2 separate regions of the Mus musculus genome follow, and region 2 is linked to region 1. A link is a contact called in public Hi-C data. All regions are on one chromosome and are shown on one strand. The core of a region is the stretch at or near the end of the contact, and the rest is flanking DNA. Distances in the headings are between cores, read along the strand shown.

What was found. A called contact is a pair of places that touch in the nucleus more often than the background predicts.
Region 2: a Hi-C map of the N1E-115 cell line shows a contact between it and region 1, with 6 times the contacts expected there. The contact joins two enhancer-like sites. A contact is called at or near these places in 8 of 484 Hi-C or Micro-C datasets (CD4 T cells, the N1E-115 cell line, adipose-derived mesenchymal stem cells and 4 more) and 1 of 115 datasets of contacts at active chromatin or transcription factors (astrocytes).

The regions. Positions count from the first base shown.
Region 1 is chr10:40,523,995-40,530,894 of GRCm38.p6, forward strand. No RefSeq gene overlaps it. Among named protein-coding and RNA genes, the nearest start is that of Slc22a16, 43 kb to the right of the region's middle. Within about 2 kb of position 2,472, at least 136 of the 459 cell types and tissues checked have an H3K27ac peak or open chromatin away from gene starts, as enhancers often do. A contact at or near this core is called in the N1E-115 cell line, where this site is marked.
Region 2 is chr10:41,286,122-41,293,021 of GRCm38.p6, forward strand. The region is part of intron 1 of Fig4 (FIG4 phosphoinositide 5-phosphatase); the gene reads right to left. Among named protein-coding and RNA genes, the nearest start is that of Fig4, 14 kb to the right of the region's middle. Within about 2 kb of position 2,845, at least 76 of the 459 cell types and tissues checked have an H3K27ac peak or open chromatin away from gene starts, as enhancers often do. A contact at or near this core is called in the N1E-115 cell line, where this site is marked.

The sequences.
Region 1 (6,900 bases), core at 1,222-3,721:
CAATACTCCTGTGTTAGTCTCACAGATGTGTACCATCGAGTTCACTCAGTTTTGGGTCTTAAGGTCAAACTCTGATTGCTCCCTCCGAATGCCTACTTGATTTTGGCTTTAGGGATGAACCCTGCTGAACACCTTTTGGACCAACTCAACACAGGCTGACTTTGGGACACTTCACAGGAAGTTCCTGTAGGCCCAGAATCATGTGAGCACAGGCTTTGACTACCCACACTACCCTCTCTCTCCACCAGAGCTGTCCACCTCATTTTTTGAGACAGAATCTCCCTCACTGTCTTGAAACTTATGAAGTAGGTTAGGTTGGCTGGCCAGTGATCCCCAGGAATCTGCCTGTTTTGGATCCCCATTTTTACAGGAGTTCTGAGGATTGACCTCGGGGCCTCATACTTGGGTGGCAAGCATTTTACCAGCTGAGGCATCTCCTCAGTTTTCCAACTATATAAAATTTGAGAGGTACAAACATTCAGATCCCAGGAACAGGGTGGCCACCATTTGATGCTGAAGTTAGATTGTGCACATAACTGCTCTTGCATGAGGTGTTGAGCAACGGGTTCATCTGGACACACATATATTCCCCACTTGTGCTATCCACACAGCCCGAGGAGAGGAACGTAAGCCAGAGACTGGTTGCACAACAGCCACCAGCTTTTCAGCTGAATGAGTTACGAATAATAGCGCTTTCAGCTTCCATCCCCGATAGATCTGCCCCGGGGAATATGATGGAACTGAGAAAATGTTTATGAGCTAGTAAATTTTTTCTACTAATTTGCAAGGCTATAATAAACCCATGAACTTGATGGCCTGTAGCAAGCATACCAAGAATTAGGAATGGAGAACAATTTAGAGCCATAAAGCCTCTTCAGGACCTATAGGAAATGATTCCCAGAAAAGCTGATGAATTTTTAGCATTTTTAAACAGAGAATTAAGCCGCTAATTTAACCAGCTGTCGGCTAAGAACAACATTTTCCCAAATGATTTTGCGATTTTCGTTTCTCTTGCTTTAGAGAATACAATTAATTCATGTATGTAGGAAATAAAAAAATTAAGTTTAAACAATGACTGGAATACAGTGTCTCTTAAGATGTAATACAAACTTCTTCCCTTTTAAGAAGAACATTATATGCAGCCTTATTCTGCCCCCTTGTGGAAGAAAGTGTTACTACACGCAGAGGACACTGGTGCGTTTTAATTTAATAATAATCAGACACAGAAATCTTATTTAGTGTATTTTCACCCCTGTGTGAAGCAGCCACACTCTCGACAGAATAGGAAGGAAAGTCTTAAAGTATCTCAAGATTTATCTTGTTCGTATATGAAAATTAATAATGACGACGACGACGATGATGATAATAATAAAAATAGTGGTGGCACATGCCTTTAATCCCAGCACTTGGGAGGCAGAGGCAGGAGCATTTCTGAGTTCAAGGCCAGTCTGGTCTACAGAGAGAATTCCAGGATAGTCAGAGCTACACAGAGAAACCCTGTCTTGAAAAACAAAAACAAACAAACAGAGAGACATCCTGCAGGTGATCTGTAAAGAGCCCATTGTCAGAGTATGTATGCCTGGCTGTAGCCATCCTTATGACAGTCAGCAAGAATCCTGGTGTTTCGATATATGCAAATAAATAGCTGTCACAGGGACCTCCTCGTTTCTGTTTCATGTTGAGCGTACCCACTTAGAGCACAGCACTGCTAGTTACTATCATCTATAAATAACAGCAATCTTTAATCATTTTGTGAACCTGGCCGTTTCCTCACTTTATCTGATTTAATTATCTCTGAGCCCTGAGGTTATGTACGAGAGAGGGAGTAGGAAGTATTTCATCTTAGCTGCTGTTCACCTAACCAGCAAGTGAGAGCTGGGATCTGAGAGCTGGGATCTCCCAGGCCCATCAGGCTGTGGATTTCCCGTTGCACAACCCGGCTACACCCAACTTCAGGAACTAACTGTGTGCGAGATGCTGCTGCTGACCCATAGTGTGCTCCTTCCCCCTTCTGTCAGAAGCCAGGGCAAGAGAGGAACTAAAGCCATGCACAGGAAAGAATGGAGCAGACAGGGAGCCCAAGGAACATCCACAGAGAAAAGATTTTATGCAAACAGATGGTCTGCGTGATCCTGTATCCATCTTCCCCATTCAGAAAAGCCTCCTATCTGCTCTCCTTAGAGATCCCTGGGAATCTGTTTCCAGGGCCTTCACAGACCCTCAAGTTCTTTGTATTCTCGTAAGCACTTTGGTCTGCCTCCAGGTTGTTTGTAATACAGGATACAGGGTAAATGGGAGGGTCCAGGCAGCACCACTCCAGGAAAAGTGACAAGAAGCCAAATACAGTCAGAGGCAGGGTTTCCTCCTCCGTAGGTTTTCATTCTACCGTGGGGTCCATGTACAGACAGGGCAGGGTAACTGTGCTTCTCTTCATCGTTACATTACTGCTTTTTGGCTTCGACTGTGGGCAAGATCTGTGGCTTGCTGCTAGGCAGAATGCTGTACAGCGGATGGCTGCACCGGTGATTACATGACTGTTACATAAGAAACTGTGCCCATCTAGCTGGAGAATCTGGCTTTGTGGCATCAAGAGATCACATGTCTAGGAGCTTGATGGCAGCCATTGAGACTCCAAGCAGAGGAGCCTGGCCCATGGGAATCGGGAGATAATAAATGTGGGCTGTGTCAAGGCACAAGGCACTGATTATAACATTATCGCTCAGAAATTAACAGGCAGAGCAGTTATCTTTAAATTTTTTAGATTTGGGACTGCTGAGATGGCTCAGTAGAGGCGATTTCCCTGGTGACCTGAGTTCCATCCCCAGGACCCAAGGAGAGAACGGATTCTGCCCAATTGTCCTTTGACACACCCTCCCGTCACACACACCAATAATTATACATTTTTAAAAGTTACAGACTTATAAAATCTGACTCTTGTGTTTAAGTCACTGGCTGCTTTCTAGTTAATCTTTACAGACAATGTGAGGATGGGAGGCAAGATTCTCTCTTCCTCCTCCTCTTCCTCCTTCTCTTTTGAAACAGTGAATCTCTATGTAGTCCTGTCCAGTCACTCCAATCCGGCCCCCAAAAGTTCCGGACTACTCTTGGTGCAGATCTATCACAGCTTTCTTTTGCCCTGTGGTCCCTAGCTGAAAGCCATCAGTGACTTCCCACCTTTAGCTTCCTCAGTCCTGAGTCACTTGTCCCCAGGACTGGCAATTTCCTGGGACACACACCACACTCTGAGAGGTCAGAGGAAGATCCTGTTTAGACTAGGTGAGAGGTGAGCCATCATTCTTTGTGGGTAACAGCGCCTCTCTGTAAGTGTGCCATGGTCTTCCCAGGGAGTTCTGGTCTCTCTAAAAAAAATGTAAGGTTTGGCTGCACACTTCAGTCTGAATGTTACAACTTCAGGTAATTTCAGGTAGACTTTCCAGTTACTCTTTAGAAAGTGATGCCGGGGAAGGTAGTCCACAACACTGCTAGTACAGCGAGTACAAATATTGCTACCATCTTCTTCCCAGGACAGCTGAGTTCTAGATTCTTCTGAAGGCTACAGAAGTCTATCTGCAGTGCAGTCGCAGGACACAGGACTGCCTTGTCCTGAGTGGCAGGGAAAATCGAGGAATGTTGAGGGACAAGGACCCTGCCCCCTCAGCAACATTTTCTGAGTACCTTCTGTATGTGGGTGTGGTTTCTATGAGTTCAGAACCCACTTCCGGTGGGGGCTTCCAGGCTGCAGAAGAAAAGCGGGACATCGGACATGGTATTGCCCTGGGGCAGCTTTGTGCAGAAGGTTGCTATGAACACAGGAAGTGCTGCTGACACACAGTTGCCCTTGCAGAGAGGACTGAAGGCACACGTGAGCAGGCGACCAGCACATTCTTTCAGAGTTAATAAAGTGGCTAGAAAAAACGAGGTCTCCCACATTTTGTATTTCTGTAAAGAAAAAAGGTGATAGTGTGGATCATTTTACAACTGTTTGGGACACTTTTTGTTAAAATAAAAGTTACAGTATATGCGTATGCACCCTGCTCTTATGCAGTTCTGTTTTACCAGCCAGCAGCACAGACCCAATAGGAAAATTTTAAGTTGGTAATGTATTTTTTAAATGGCTGATAAAAACAATAATTAAAAGGGTAGGGCTCAAGGGCTGGGGCAGGGGGTGGTAAGGTACTTGATCTTCAAGCACAAGGACAGGAGTTCTAATGCCCACTACTCATGTAAAAGCTGGGTGTAGCTATGTGGGTCTGTAACTGCAGCCCCTGGCATTGACAGAGGCAGAGACAGGTGGATTCTGTGGACTTGTCTGCTGTGGGACTGTGATAGGCAGTCTATTTTGGTTGAATGGGGCTTGCTTCAGCAACCCAGTAGGAAACTCTACAAGGGATGGAAAAGCAAGCCATGTTCCCAGAATTTGGTGCCTGAAACCACAGAGCCTCCAACTCCATAAAATTCTGTGACTACCAATCACACAGACAATGCCCCAAGCTTCTGGCATTCTGGCTAGACTCCACCCCAACAGTTACCTGACTATAGCCAGGTATGCTCCTCCCCACAGTTACACAGTGATAGCCCAGCCCACTATAAGAGGGGCTGCTTGGTCCCTCCTTGCTCTCTTTAAGCTTTCACCTTTCTTACTCTCTTCTCTAGCCCTCTTTCTCTCCCCCCCCCGCCACCCCCCCCCCCCGCATGTGTCCATGGCCAGCCTCTCTCTTTCTACCTTTTCTCCTTCCCCCTGCCTTCTACAATAAAGCTCTAAAACCATAGACTTGTCTCTGCTCATCAAGGCCTGCCGTGCTTGAACGATCGGATAGGCTTTCTCCTAATGAGCCATGTCTAAACTCCCGCTGGACAGTCTTCCTGCACTCCAGCCCATGTGGGAACCATCAAGCGCCTTCTCCCCTTGCCCTCTGCTCACTTCGGCCCTGGGGCTCAGGGCTGTCCCGGGGTCCTTATTCTGTTCTCAGCTCTTCTGAGGTTTCCATTGGTGTATGGGATACCCGAAGCTGGGAACCTGGTGCCTAGGACTGCCCCTTGTCCACCACCCACAGAGCTGGGGTCCATGGCTTCACACAGCTAGACACTCACCCAGGGCTGCGTGGAAAGCGTGCGGCAGTCCTCCCTCATCTGCCCACCCAGAGCACCGGAACTCTGATGGGACACGGGCTCTCTCCCACTCCCCTCTTCCCCCCACACCCACAGCCCCACAGTCTTCCAGTTATTCTGGCCAAAATGGTTTAAGCTCCACCAGGTTCGTGAGGAGCCCCATCTCAAAAACTAAGCTGGAGTACACTGGAACACTATCTTAGTTTAGGTTTCTATTGCTGTGCGCACTGGTTTGAACAGGTGTGGCTCCCACAAACTCATGTGTTTGAATGCTTGACCCACAAGGAGCGACACTATTAGGAGATGAGTCCTTGTTGGAAACGTATGGCCTTGTTGGAGGAAGTGTGTCACTGTGGGGGTGGACTTTGCCAGTCTTCTCCTGACTTCCTTTGAATCAAGATGTAGAACTCTTAGCTGTCTAAACATTTCATTTGTAACAGAAGAAAATTTGAAACAAACGGGGAATGAACACACTAATCAGCAAGATTTGGGACAATTTGGGGCTGGAGAGATGCTCAACAACTCGTTGCTCTTCCCTGGGAACCCAAGTTCTGTTACCAGCATCCACTTTGTGGCTCTCATCGATTCATAAGTTAAAAACAACCTTTAAATAAAAATTGTGGGGCGGAGAGATAGCGCAGGCTGCTCTTCAAGAGAATTTGAGTCCAATTCCCAGAATCGTTTAAGGTGGCTTTTAACTGTAACTCCAGTCCCAGGGCTTCTGATGCCCTCTTCTGGCCTCTTTGGGCAAAGCACACAAGTGGTACACAGGCATAATGCAGAAGCAGGCATTGAATTCCTGAAACTGGAATTACAGGGGTTGTGAGCCACACGAGTGGTGGGAACTGAACCTCCTAACTGGTGAGCTATCCTTCCAGGCCCATCTTTTTCTTTTTCTTTCTTTCTTTTATTTTTTTTGTAACGTGTCTGGTGGCTTACAACTGCTTATAACTGCAGCTCTTGGGACTCTAAAGCCCTCTTCTGGCTTCTGTGGACACCTGTGTACAGGTGGTACACACACATGAAACAAAAAACAACATACCCTTTTCTTTAAAAGAGTTGAAAGTAGGTGGGGCCACGGCTTCAGTAAACTATGGATTGGGTTCCGAGACTTTACTGAGAGATCCACTCATTTAACTAACGGACACTGAGAGCTGAGCCACGCTAGGCCAGCAGGGGAGACATGATTTTGGATGGACAGGTGAGCTCATCTCCTCATGAACCATGACCCAGGAAGCTACGTGTCACTGTCTATCCCAAGAATATCAATGAGAGAGAGGGGGAGGGGTGGGAGGAGAATACTCAAACTAAAGAAGTAAGTTGTAGGCAGATGGAAGACATTGTTTTACAACCTGGAATAGATGCCCACATTCTTCCTTGAGTTCTCCCCTTTTTGCTGAAGTGATGCAGAGCTAGCTGCTATAAGACTGGGTGGACTTAGTCCCTAATGTGCACGAGGGGTCCTGGATGAGAGGCTCTACCAGCATTCCTCCCCCTCCCCTATTCTGCCTCAAGACCTAGTTCTCATTCTCAGGAGTGACTGGAGGAGGTGGTACTTTCAAATGACTGAGAAGAAAATCCCTCCCATATATTAATGCTCTCATAAACCTTTTAAACCACCCTGTCCTTTTCCTCATTAAAGACTTCCTTTTCCTCATTAAAGAGAACCTTTAAAGGTTCCATGCAAGGTGCTAAGTAAACCAGAGTTGTACAAGGCATACTAAAACACCGTGTGCTTGCGCCCTCTGTCCTACAGCTGGCTGCAGTCCAAGAGTGAGCCCCACGGGATCC
Region 2 (6,900 bases), core at 1,595-4,094, 760 kb after region 1:
ATGGCTGTGAGGGGGGAACTCTGAGGGCTTGCCCCATCCAAGGGCCTGTAAGGATGCACAGTCCCTGCAGGACACGTGGGCCCTGCCACCAGACAGGCATGGGACTGGGGAGGTGGAGCATGCTCAAACCCCAGGACATCTCAGAGATCTGAGATGACATGAACAGAGCTGCTCCTCCCTGCCTCCATGCCTGCTCTGGAGTGGGTAACCAAGACCCTCAGCTAAGATGACGGTGGGAAGTCAGTCATATAACAGCACCCGGACAGCCTCTCCACGCTAATGAGGCATCTCAATAGCCTTAGCCTTCAGCCAATGACCTTCCCTTCCTGGATAGTCCCCAAAATGATACAATCCCTGGTTCATCCCACATAAAGCACATGCATTCACACCCACACCACCCACCCCCAATAAAGAAATATGAACAAGCTCAGACCATCTCAGGGAGCAGCTTCATTAAAGGTTGCCATGAGGAAGAACTTTGCCTAAGCAACCTGAAAAACTAAGACTCATAGGAAGGCCTTCCTTCTCCCGCCCCTCCACCACTTGGCATTCAGCATGGACCCAGGTCCTGCTCACCGCAGGCCCCACTTTCCCCTTCCAGCCTGGCATACAGCCTTGCTCTGCTGCCCCACATGGATATGACCCCCTGTCCTGGACTTCACCTTGCCCCTCCTCCCCATCCCTGAGCAATACAGGCAGTTCCCAGACACCACCAGAAGAGAGGTAAAACATGGGACCACGCGTCCCCATACTTTTCCCAAAGAAGTTCCTGGAAACAATATTCAATCCCCTAATGAATAAAGGAGCCAATCACTGGGCCAGTAGGGGGGACTTCCAGGTTAGACGGAGGAAGACAGGAAACAGGAGAGAGTTAGGTCCTTTCTGGGCAGGGATAGCGTGAGGACAAGATGTAGCTACGAGTGTCTCCCAGTTTCAATGGCGGATCTGTCAGGATTCGGCACCGGAGGATTTAGATTTAATAAGGCTTACAAGATTAGGATTTTAGTTGTTGCGCCCAGTGAGTGAGTTACTGTTGTTTGTATTTGTGTTGTGTTTTCTTTCACACAGCAGATCATCAGGGTTCCAGAGAGAAAAGTATGGCGGCAAAGCGTGGGTTTGCCTGATGTGTACCACAAAGGCCGTGGGGGATTGGAAGCATGGGGTTGGTGTGGTAAGGACCCACCAGTGGGAACCCAGCAAGCTGGGTAAAGAGATTTTGGTGCTTTGAGTCAGAGTCTCCATGAGATAAAGACCGTCCGGCTACTGCCGGCCAGGCCACCAGGGCAGAGAGTTGCCGGCACAAACACAGCAACATGACAGTTTCATTTTTTGATATTTCCCACAACAATCCTTTTTTTAAACATAAAGTTCATAAGCAAAACTAAGTGGACTGCTTTATTTTTGGGTAGTGCTAAGAATCAGACCAAGAGCCCCATACATGCTAAGCACACACTCTGCCAAGCTATCTCCTTAATTCAATTATTCTTAAATTACTTTAAAGAAGATAAGTAAAATCTCATTATCAAAAGTAAATACTGTAAAGATATTTTGCTTAAACATGTCCTTTAAAAAGTAATATTTTTGAAATGTAAATAAATAAAATAACCCATTTAAAAAAAGTGAGAAGATACTGCCATAGTCAGCCAGCATTTTACCATGTCACCGGTTACGCAATGTGCAGATGTAAACCAACTAAACACTACATACAGCTGTCTGCTGGACAATGTCAAAGGTCAAGCTGGAAAGCATCCGCCATTGGAAGCCAAAGCAGATGAGACTGAAGAAGGAGCTGGAGCTGTATACAATGATGGAAGAGTCTAGCATTTGGACTTCAAGAATGAGTACAATTCTAAGAAATAACAGTATGCAGAATTCTGTTACAATGTTTTCTATCTAAATCTGTAGGATAAATAAAACTCACTGAAGCTTTTACTAAGTGTACATGTGTCACATAATAATACAGCAATAATAACATCTTGTTAAAGATGTTCCTCATGTTCCATGGGGACATAAGATTGCATTGTCTAATAGCAACATAACTATGTCTTAGTTTGGGTAAGTGGTTTTTTTTTTATTATGTTTGCAGTGAAACTCATCTAACGACACATTTCTCAGAATGTATCCTGTTGCTAAGCAACAATGACTTTGTTTATAAAGGTCTGATCTACCCACAGGTTATGAAAAACAAACCTATATGCTGGCTGATACCAGTTAGAAGATAACTAGCTGAAGTGCTTAGCCCCTGGTATCCTAGAATAGGCAGGGTTTCCTTGACACTGTCAGTAGTAAGGAGGTAGGAATAAAGTGATTTTAATAACAATTAGAAAACAAAGTTGGGGAATGCAGTAACAGGACTCTAGGCACTGGGGGAACAGCCAGACAGAGAGGGAAACTGAGGGAAAGAAACTCAGAATGTCAGCCACGAGCCCCAACTCACTGCCTAGAGGAGGGGGTGACCAATCTGATAAAACAGCCAACCAAATAAATTAGAAAGAATGGTTTGCAAGCTATTTATTCTTGTTACCAGAAAGGGAGCCACCTTACTGAGGTCATGATGATAAAGAACGCCCAGGAGAGCGACTAGCAAGAAAAGGCACGAAAGGGATTGTTATGTTCATAGCAAAAACAAGATGAAGCCAGAAGATGCTCACAGAGCCCCTAACACACTGAGCAGAGTGTTCCCTTGCAGATAGCAGACCCTCACAGGGAGAGCAGGCCCTCACTGCAGGCCCTACATAGAGAAGACCCTCACAGGCAGCAGGCTCTCACAGGGAGAGCAGGGAGAGTGGGCCCTAACAGGGACGGGAAGTCATGTGACTATCCACAGGCTCTGCCCTCAGAAATGGTCCCTTAAAAGAATTTGTGCGGAGAATAGCGCCCTCGTGTGGAGACTGCTCTGAGGCTTTGACCGGCGTGGGGACGGTGAGAATCACTGTCTACACTGCCCTCTGATGGCTAGCCAAAATCCACTCTAGTACTAATTTGATTTTTTTAATTTAAAAAAGAGAGGTAATTTTTCCAGAAAGAGCTGTTCCCACTCAGTCCCGTGTTCTTCTTGTTGAATACAGCAATTCTGTGGCCACGCAAACTCACACTGTGGCATACTGGATAACACCACTCAAGACGGATCTCCCCACGGGAGGAAGCAGAAGAATAACTGCAAATGGAAAGGCTTACCCAAGAAGAGAAACGATTTACATGAATGAGCCTCCAGCAGAAACAGATTGGGGTCCCATGGACCCCAGAGTACTAGAAGATAAAAGAACGACCGGGAGTGGTGGCGCACGCCTTTAATCCCAGCACTTGGGAGGCAGCGGCAGACGGATTTCTGAGTTCGAAGCCAGCCAAGACTACACAGAGAAACCCTGTCTCGAAAAACCAAAAAAATTTAAAAAAATAAAATAAAAATAAAAGAAGACATCACTCTCATCCCTCCACAAAAAAAAAAGAAACCAAACAAAAAAAAAACAAAAACAAACACAAAGTCGGCACATGTTTCTGAAGAAAAAAAAGCAAGATTCAAACTAAAAACCAAGACTAAGATGACATACCTTGTCTTGCCAGTTATTGTTGTCATTTACGGGGTTCACAGCTGGTTAGACAATGGTGACCCCCACCCCACCACACCTCTAGTAGCCTACACAGTACTTTCTACTGCTATGAAAGCCAGCCAGCAGGGGAGAGCTTACTGCTCAGAACCAACTTGACTTTTTCTATGTTCTGTGACCAATGTGTGTGCTGTCTTCCCTCAGCGACAGGGTCTAACCAACAAGTTCTGCTGAACAGAAGGAAAAATCCTGCACTGAGGGGTCTGCAGCCAGCTCTGACCAACAGCTCTGGGGACCCAATACCTGCCGCTCTGCTTAGTTGGCAACTTAGGGATTCTGAGAGGAACAGATAACTGTATAAGATAACTCCAATTAAATGCATATATATTTATATTCTTGATTCGTATATAACTATATAACTATATATATTTCATATACATATCTTATAAAATAGATTTTATACAGCTTTTTCAAACATCCTTAGAGTTATTGATCCCTCTCCTCACTTCCTGCTCACCCCTACCCTCCCACCCCTCTCCATATGCCATGGCTGCAATAGTGGCAAGAATGGGGTAACCCACTGCTGTCTGGCTCGATTGCTGTAGATCTGGCCCAGAACCCACGGTTGAAGAGCTCACACTCACCAGCGGTAGACCTACGACTATTTTTCTGGAGAATAATTAATAAATAATTAATAATAAACGGACACAGTATCAAACCGTCCTTTAGTCTTAGCTCTGTTCACACAGATGAGGCTAGCTCTCAATCACACCAGAGAAGTTTCACTTTGCAGTAGACATTAGCTAATGAAGAAACTTACAACTGGGACACCTGTAGCAACAGGTACACACAGTTCAAGGACCATGATGGAAGAAGGGGCAGAAAGATTCTAGAAAGAGTTAGAAGGCAGGGAGCATCAGAGCAATAATGTCTTCAGGACATGATAGGACTCCTGTTCTCAAGACCTAGCAGCTATGGCTGCCTATACAAAACAAGATCAAGCCAGTCAGCACCGGAGTATGGCCGGGAGGGGGACCATGAGCCCTCACCCCTAACTGAGAAGCTATGGACAATCAATGGCTTCTGGGGAAAGAAGAGTCCGGTTTTTTAAGGGCATGAGCTCTGGCAAACCAACCACACTTCAGTAGATGTCTCCACACCCAAGGAGGATACAGACAGCACAAACTGGACTCACTAGGTTATTATCTAAAAGAGGAGGAACAAAGTTGGAGGGAGATGGAAGTAGGGGTGGATCTGGGGAGAGCTGGGGGAGGAAGGGTGTGGATACAATCAAACACAACTTATGAAATTCTTAGAGATGATAGAAATATAGAAACAAAGTAACATTAGAAATTCTCAGGTGCAGCACAGAGTTATGACAGACAGGTAGGTAACACCATCCAATTAAAGGACAGCATCCATTTCAGTATATAAGTCAGGACTAAATTGTCAGTTGCACTGGAGAGTGGCAGCAGGGTGCACTGTTTTGTAATTCAGACTCCATTGCTTATTGCTACATCGTTGCAATCAATTCTAAGTAAACTGACTGTGAACCTGTACTGGGCCAATTCCCTGAGGACATTCAGATATACAGATAAAGCAGCAAGAGGTGCCACTGCCACCAGGAGCCTGGACCTCTGCACACCTCATGTATAAAGACAGTAGTGCAGATGGCTCACTGACACCTATGGAGAATTATTCTTGGGAAGCAAAACCACGCCCACCTGACCAGTTTCAGAACTTCTGGGCAAAATATATTTTCAGTTACGAGATGTTTCTAAAATTCAAGCAATTCAACATGACAATAAAAGCTATACATACAGTCTTAAAAATAAAAAAGATCATAGTCTGGTGGTCCTCCATTTCACTATTAATCAAAGAAAGAACCTAGACATTTTTAGACCATGTATAGGCCAAAAACAAGAAACAAACAAAAAACAAACAAGCAAGCAAAAAAACACAAAAGCTTTCTAATTTTTAGAAATTTTCCACCAAACTAAAGATATAAATTAAGGGGCTGGTGAGATGGCTCAGTGGGTAAGAGCACCGGACTGCTCTTCAGAAGGTCCAGAGTTCAAATCCCAGCAACCACATGGTGGCTCACAACCATCCGTAACAAGATCTGACTCCCTCTTCTGGTGTGTCTGAAGACAGCTACAGTGTACTTACATATAATAATAAAATAAATCTTTTTTAAAAAAAGATATAAATTTAAAAAAAAATAGGAAATTGTGTGATCCAGGAAAACAGGGACATTAACAAGGAGAGGAAACATGTCCTTGGAGGAAGAACCCAGGTGGCAGCTGTACACAGAAATGGGGATGGCCAGCGCAGATCCGAGCCATGCATCAAGATGAAATTTGTGCAATACCTAGAACATAAATGTGCTGGAAGGAGATTTACACACCCAGGAAAAATCTGGGGCTAAACTTCCTATAAAGTCATTGTAACAAGTAGGACTTGGGAGGGAGGAAAAAATCATCCTAGGTGTTAGCAGAGGCTTTGGCAGTGGCAGGCCACAGTCCCAGTGGTGGAAGGGAAAAAAGATGCCCAGAAGCACCACGGAGTGAAAGGAGCAGCAACTGGGGCTGCGCAGACGGCTCAACAGTTAGCAGCACTTGCTGCCCTTCTAGAGTTCAAATCCCAGCTCAACCACCTAAGTCTAGCTCCAGGGGATCTGACACCCTCTTCTGGCCTCCACGGCACCTCTCTCTTTCTGCCTCTCTCTGTGTTCACACACACACACACACACACACACACACACACAACTTGTTTTTAAAAGCACAGTAATTGGATCACACCATCTCCCCTCACCAGACATGTAAACCTGAATGTGTGTCTTATGAATGAGGCCCATGAAATCCACACGGCTAGGGGAAGGGGCCTGGGCAGCCCACCTCTCCAGCTCTGCTCTCTGCAGCACACAGAGCTTGTTGAGGGACAGTGGTGAGGCAGACATTTAGATACTGAAAAAAAAAAAAAAACAAAAAACAAAAAAAACAAAAAACAAAAAAACTAGCTGTACTGAAGTGAGTTGAGTCTCTTCTGAAAATTGTCATTGTTCAAGAAGACTTAAAATGTGTTGGTAACTTTGACAGTGGTGGTGAGGTAAAAAGATGAATGTGTTTCTAAAATATCTATGCAGGAAACCGGAAAGGAATACAATAGGCAACCCGTTTAAAAGGAAACGCAGAATCTACTAACATTCTCTCCTTTTATACTGACAGGCTAATTAATCATTCACTCTTCATCTGAGGGAAGAAAAATCAGCCTTCTTGAAAAGGAAGAGACTTCAGGTTGTACGGCAGCTTCAGCTAATGTTCACCTTCAGCTGAACTTTCATATTAAACAT